2 separate regions of the Oncorhynchus mykiss genome follow, and region 2 is linked to region 1. A link is a contact called in public Hi-C data. All regions are on one chromosome and are shown on one strand. Each heading gives the region's core, a stretch centred on a gene start, on an enhancer-like site or on the middle of the called end of the contact. The rest is flanking DNA. Distances are from core to core; before and after follow the strand shown.

The links. Hi-C and Micro-C count contacts between places; a contact is called where the count stands out from the background.
Region 2: a contact with region 1 is called in a Hi-C map of liver, with 6 times the contacts expected there. The contact joins the promoter of LOC110507770 here to the promoter of LOC110507763 in region 1. A contact is called at or near these places in 2 of 3 Hi-C or Micro-C datasets (blood and liver).

The regions. Positions count from the first base shown.
Region 1 is chr27:21,277,161-21,280,790 of USDA_OmykA_1.1, reverse strand. It overlaps LOC110507763 (serine/arginine-rich splicing factor 1B), which reads left to right and starts at 1,975. Exons shown (of 5, transcript XR_005039969.1): 1 at 1,975-2,390; 2 at 2,727-2,917. LOC110507766 (fructose-bisphosphate aldolase C) reads left to right here. Exons shown (of 9, transcript XM_021587993.2): 9 at 1-663.
Region 2 is chr27:21,417,469-21,421,098 of USDA_OmykA_1.1, reverse strand. LOC110507770 (thioredoxin domain-containing protein 17) reads left to right here and starts at 1,731. Exons shown (of 4, transcript XM_021587998.2): 1 at 1,731-2,066; 2 at 2,350-2,431. The coding sequence starts at 1,922. It also overlaps a transcript of LOC110507128 not described here.

The sequences.
Region 1 (3,630 bases), core at 726-3,225:
CTGTCTACAATCTGTATTCTAGGAGTTATAATATAGTTACTTGAGTGTACACACTTGTTATTAAAAAATGTTGCACATTGGTGGACCCACTAGATGTAAGGGTCTAATGAAATTAGTCATTAACGGATGTCCTTTGATTAGACACTTTCAACAATATTATTGTAACCTTTGAGATGACAACATATTCTTGTGGTAGTAGCAAAATGAAACCTAACTGATGTTTGGTTGTTTCATTATTTATTTTGATGAGATCCAGAATCAACTTTTGCCATGTAAAGCCACTTTCCAAACTGCTGCACTAAGCATTAGATAGGGGGCGTGGTGTAGGCCTATTGTGTGTGACGAGAATGGAGAATTCTAGCTTTCTTGAAAAGACCATATTGCCATTCCAAATTCTGGATTAATGATGGGATATGTGTGTCAAAACAAAATAGCTGTGTGAAGTTACTATTTTGTAGAAATTGTGTGTGTGTTCTTGCATAGAGGCAGAAGGTTCCAAAGACGTGGTTTTGGATGAACTAATGGACAGCTGGACTTACAGTAAATAGTGTTGTTGGAAAAATGTTATTTTTGTGACTTAGCTAAGTATTGTTCTCTATGCAACTGATTATCAAATACTGTAGTGCAAAAGTAATAACAATAAATTGTGTTGAGTTGAAACAATCTGGTAATTCTGGTTTTATTTCTCATAAATTAATCTTGGTTAAACCAGAATTAAAATATCCCATAATTTGGTCAGATGCTCATGCTCCATAGTCTGTCCATGAAGACTAGGCCTACTCACAAATATATATATTTTTTAACTGCACCAAAGAGTAGGCCTACCTACACATTGCATGATTTGTACATTATTTTCTACAGTAGTCAAACTCTGTTATACAGTTCTTGATTTTAACAGAATTCTTAGTTAATTTATCCTCACCCATGAACTAGTAGGCTACTTGTAGCGTGTCATCTGATTTGCTTTCCCATACCATGGTCCATGGCACCATCTACTGGCTTAAGAGTAGTTGATGATGATATATTAGGGTGTTTTCACATATTCCTCTTTAAAAAGAACGCATCTCAGTCCTCTTTAGGGTGAACAAAAAAAAGCTAAAGAACTAATTTATTTTTGTATTCACACTGCCCTTGCCTCTGAATGAGGACTACACTATTTAGCCTGTTCACTTCACCTATTTTGTGGACTGAGTCCTCTTTGCATTCACATTGATTTGTTTAGAAAGGAACCAAAATCTTTTTCCAACATGCACTCTGGGTTTTTACAAAGTGCAGGACAAGCCATTCAATCAGAATGTGTTATCGGACAGCTAGATATACCTACTTACATTTTGGAAGCTAATAGATTGCATTTCATTAAAATATCCGACATAATAATTGTAATCAGAATATACTATTAACGTGTACATTTAATTGCTAACAGAATAAATAGCAACCGAATAACTGCAGAATAAATAATGCTGTAATTGAAAATTGTACACCCAATGTAGGCTACTGCCCCTTTAAGAGCTAGAATACTGTATATAGACTTCTTTTTTTTCTACTGTGTAATTGACTTGTTTATTGTGTTATTGGCTTGTTTATTGTTTACTCTGTGTGTTGTCTGTGTCACACTGCTTTGCTTTATCTTGGCCAGGTCACAGTTGTAAATGAGAACATGTTCTCAACTAGCCTACCTGGTTAAATAAAGGTGAAATAAAAAAATTGATTTTGTACCCAACATTGTGATTCTCACCAAATATATTGTCTTCTCACACTATTCAAACCCCCCAATCAATAAACAGTTGATTAAGCTATCTTAGCCTATAGATCAAATATTGCAAACTAAAAACTCCACACATTCAACATCTTCTCTCTTGTGGCACCAATGTGAGTGTTTAGGGCAAAGGAAACTGTTGCAGTAGCCTAGTCTCTTTTACAGATGAGCCCTGTGGACTATTTTGTTTGGCGGAGGTAGGCATTTCTAGAGTTCTCTACTGGGTACATTTCCGGTATTCTCATGAATGCCCTCGCGAAGAAGCGCGGTTCTGCACCGGGAGAAGTGTAGCTAGCTAGTAGACAGCTTTAAGCGCGATTGATACCTTATTTCGTGTTTATGCACTATACTCATATGGTTTTCTAATCGGTTGTGATCTACTTAAATACCGTTTTGAGAACTCGCTTTTAATTTCAACCTAACGCTAAAATAAACTAGCTAACATGTCGGGAGGCGTCGTGCGAGGCCCTGCAGGAAATAACGATTGCCGTATTTACGTCGGAAATCTACCCCCTGATATTCGCACCAAAGATGTCGAGGACGTCTTTTACAAATACGGGGCGATTCGCGACATCGACTTGAAAAATCGGAGAGGAGGACCTCCCTTTGCCTTTATCGAATTTGAAGATCCCAGGTAGCTAAAGGCTAGCTTGTTAGCAACTCGTGCACTGCTCTAACGTTACTATACTGTAACTTGAATATCTATGCTCATGCAACGTTGACTTAGTTTGCACATGTAACTAACGTTAACGTAACTAGCCATTTTCGTTTTAAGAATGTAACGTTAATTGGCTTGACCGCTGGTTTCGTCTCTTTCTGCAGTGGCACATTGTGAAGTTGTCTTTGTTTGTGTCTAGCCAACTAAACGCCACGAGTTAAAGTAAATTGTTGAGTTTAGCCGGCTAATGAGTTACGCCACAGTTTGCTGTGTGGACGATTGTTTAACTAACATTTTCTATCACTTTTTCAGGGATGCCGACGATGCAGTGTACGGACGAGACGGCTATGACTACGACGGTTATCGGCTGCGAGTTGAATTCCCTCGGAGCGGCAGGGGTGGGGGGAGAGGCGGCTTTGGTGGTGGTGGGGGGGTTGGTGGCGCCCCTAGAGGCAGATACGGGCCGCCATCCAGACGCTCCGAGTACAGGGTCATTGTCTCAGGTGAGTTGTGTAACTACGTTGGAGACTTACCGTTGCTGAGGTCTCATTTTCAAGTGATCGAAAAGGGTCGCCCCTGGTCAATGATGGCACAGAATCATCTGTCTGGAGACTTAATTTCAACACGATCTGTCCAATACCTCAAGATAGGGTTGTCATATTCTAATGACATTTTTAGGGCTGATGTAGAACAGAGTAGATTCAAATAAACTGTGATATTATGCAAATGAGGCAGTACGGCATACATAATTACAATAATTTAAGACAAATAGTTTTACGGTAGGGTTGTCATATGAACAAATATTTGTGCTTTGTGAAACAGCGTATGTAACAATTTACTTTTGACTTTATGCAAATTAACTACTTAATATGCTAATTCTTATTTTCAGAAGAAAATGACAGCATAGCATGTTAAACCCATTAATTTAAAGTACCAATCTTATGCAACAGTACCAAATGTAACACACTAATTTGAGTGTCCCAGACTTACTTCTAGTCAGGGCATTCTGGAACATAGGAGGGGAAGGAAAGACGTACCTTCCGCCCAAGGACATCTGATGACCGTAAAACGCCCTCAGGACTTTCCCGTACTTGTTTGCAATACAATGTCACATCGATCTTACTCTGGTAGAGTGAGGAATACTCAGTGCAAAGAGCAAATATGAACACCAATTTCACAGGTTTCATTAAAAAAATGCTGTCCCACAGCATAGCGC
Region 2 (3,630 bases), core at 482-2,981, 140 kb before region 1:
GTCCATAATCATGTGTGTTGAAGCTTGCAGCCCTTCTATGAACATGTCTTGCATTGACTCGACTGCATCTGATTGTATCACTTTCTTTATGATTTTGTCCAGTCATCCTTCACAAAGTTTCCCTTCCAACACACAATGGCATAACACAAAACACTAGCTACTACACTGCTGTAAAACATGAGAAGCATTGTGTCTCACACATTAAAATATATTAGCTTCCTTAAACAGTACAGTCTGGATTAGGTTTTTTGATAGATACTCTGGGAATTATCCTTCAGTTTATTGTCCACTATAACTCTCAGGACTCTTAATTCCCTGTGATGAGCATCGTCACCTTTTATGATACAACTTGCTTTTGCAGAGTCTGAGAATTTCTGCAGGTGGCGCAGTTCATTGTTGTGTGTGAAGTAATTTATGTATTGAGAGGAAACGGGAAAGGTGACTGGGCCGTTCCTAGTGGGGTTAACGTTACCGTGTTTGCGCATATCTGGTTTCATACTGCCTGGTTCAATCTCACGAACTGTGGTCTTATTGGTCAGATAGTTCACAATCCATTTGACCATATGTGGGTTTACATGAATGTCTTTCCGCTAACGTTACCTTACCTGGGTCTGAAAAAGCCGAGTGCTTCGATTTGGACCTAATGTGACCCAGCTTTTCGATTGTCCTAGGTCATCGGGAACTCTAGGTTTGCAGTCATGGCTGTTCCTAAATCCCCTAGCTAATTACCGGTCTATCTACATCAGCTGTAGCCAGTATACCTAGCTACCTGCCTAGGTAGCTAACTAACGTTAGCTTTGATACATTTTGCAAACCCTTGCCTAGCATTTCAGTACGTATCTAGCCATGCAACCAGATGGTACAATATGCTTAGAATATTATCATGTAAAGAAAGTGAAAATATTTAGCTAGGATACTATTTGTACGGGATAGACTTCGACAGCTAGCTAGCAAGCTAATCACAGCTAAAACGGTTTAAAATGCCGCCTTGACAACAAATAATAAGCACCGCCTTCTGTAAAAACGAGAAGTGGGTATTTCTAACTTACGGAAAGCAGAAACCGTCAAACATAACCAGATGTAGGACATTTAAAATACTAATTTGACTAAAATGTGATAACTATGATAAAATTGTTGTTTTTCTATCTATTTGTGTCCATAATGTTCTGTTTGTTTCGATAAAACAGTCATCAAAAGCAGTACACGAATAGGATGATGTTGTCATATCAGTTTTATTTTTCATAGACAGGAAGAGGAAGTGTTGTCCTGCGTTTTCTGAACTGATAGCAAAGATTATGGATATACTGACAAGATACTTGCCTCTCTGCCCTAACAATGGGAGTCGTTGTCCACAACGCGGCAAGGCGGGCTGTCTAGCTCCCGCCTATCATTTCTTTGGATTGGTGATGTCTCATATTGTATTCGATGAGGGTTGTTGACGTTAACCGTCTGTATTCAATGGAGAAATGCTACGCTACAAGCCTCATATCATGAATATGCATAGCCATCTCGAGATGACTACGGTATAAAGTGTTTTTAATCAAAGATGAGACGATGTCATGTGTCCTACTTATATCAGTACAGTCGTAACAACCCAAACATTACGAAACTTACAATCAATCAAATACACCTCAAGTAGCAAATATGCCATACATTTTTGTTGTTGACCAAATTCGAAACTCTCATTGACCTCCAAACAAAAACTCCTTGCTTGGTGGGCGAAAAAACACACAAAACACCACCTGCTGGACGGAGACAGATTTTCCGCCGAGTTGGGCCTCTCTCTTTACTTCTTCCTCTCTGGTCGTAGTATTTTAGAAGCGATCATAGTCCAACTCGTTTTTATTCTAGCGTGAAACGATTCATACCTGCTTGCTTTGCCTACGATAATTGATAATACTGCTACTTATTCTATTTCATCATGTCTCATTACGAAGAAGTAAAGGTCCATGGTTATGATGAATTCTGCAAAGCAGTGTCTGAGCGAAAAGGAAAGGACATATTCGCATATTTCTCTGGTGATAAAGACGCTCAAGGGATGAGCTGGTGTCCAGATTGTGTGGAAGGTATTATAGTTATTTTATTGCTGTATTGATTTGTACTTTACATGTATAGCGGTTGGCTTTCTTTTCCAGCTGTCTTCCATAATGCGTCAGTCTCTGCTGCATTATGGTCGGCAATTCATTGTAGCCAAGCCAACTATTCTATGTAATGTGTTTACTGGGGATGCTCGTCTTATGCTCTATTTTCTGTATTATTTTAGGAAGTTATAGCTGTTGTGTGATTTATTGCTTGCATAAATCAAAGCCACACAGATTTGCCAGCTTTGTTCTGCTCCTTCCCCTCCAGCTGAGCCAGTTGTTAGAGGAGAGATGTCCCACCTTCCCGAGGGCTCTGTCTTCATCTACTGTCAGGTTGGAGAGAGGCCATAGTATGTACTCAACTTTTTCTTCATATTTACTGGTGATGATAGGAGAATGATAATGCTGTGCTATCAACAGGCAATAGAAAATACGATTTTTTTCATACCCGCAAATGCAGCTAGTAGTTTTGAAAAGCTTAGATAAATTGTGCAAGTTGTAACATCACGATTTGTTGGCTCTCTCAGGCAGCATATTTGAATTGAGCAAAATACACTGAACAAAAATATAAACACAATGTAATGTTTCATTACTGAAATAAAAGATCCCAGAAATGTTCCATAAGCACAAAAAGTGTATTTCTCTCCAATTTTGTTTACATCCTTGTTATTGAGCATTTCTCCTTTGCCAAGATAATCTGTCTCCTGACAGGTGTGGCATATCAAGGAACTGATTAAACACCATGATCATTACACAGGTGCACCTTGTGCTTGGGACAATAAAAGGCCACTCTAAAATGTGCAATTTGACACACAACACAATGCCACAGATGTCTCAAGTTTTGAGGGAGTGTGAAATTGGCATGCTGACTCCAGGAATGTCCACCAGAGCTGTTGCCAGATAATTGAATGTTATCTTTTAACCATAAGCCGCCTCCAACATTGCTTTAGAGAATTTTTGCAGTACGTTCAACCGGCCTCACAACCGCAGACCATGTGTATGGCATTGTGTGGGCCAGCGGTTTGCTGATGTCAACATTGTGAACAGAGTGCCCCATGGTCCCTGTGCCCAAGAACACTAAGGTAACATGCCTGCCTAAATGACTACCGACCCATAGCACTCACGTCTGTAGCCATGAATTGCTTTGAAAGGCTGGTCATGGGTTACATCAACACCATTATCCCAGAAACCCTGGACCCACTCCAATTTGCGTACCGCCCCAACAGATCCACAGATGATGCAATCGCTACTGCACTCCGCACTGCCCTTTCACACCTGGACAAAAGGAACACCTATGTGAGAATGCTATTCATTGACTACAGCTCAGCGTTCAACACCATAGTGCCCTCAAAGCTCATCATTAAGCTAAGGACCCTGTGACTAAACACCTCCCTCTGCAACTGGATCCTGTACTTCCTGATGGGCCGCCCCCAGGTGTTAAGGGTAGGTAACAACACAACCGCCACACTGATCCTCAACACAGGGGCCCCTCAGGGGTGCGTGCTCAGTCCCTTCCTGTACTCCCTGTTTACGCATGACTGCACGGCCG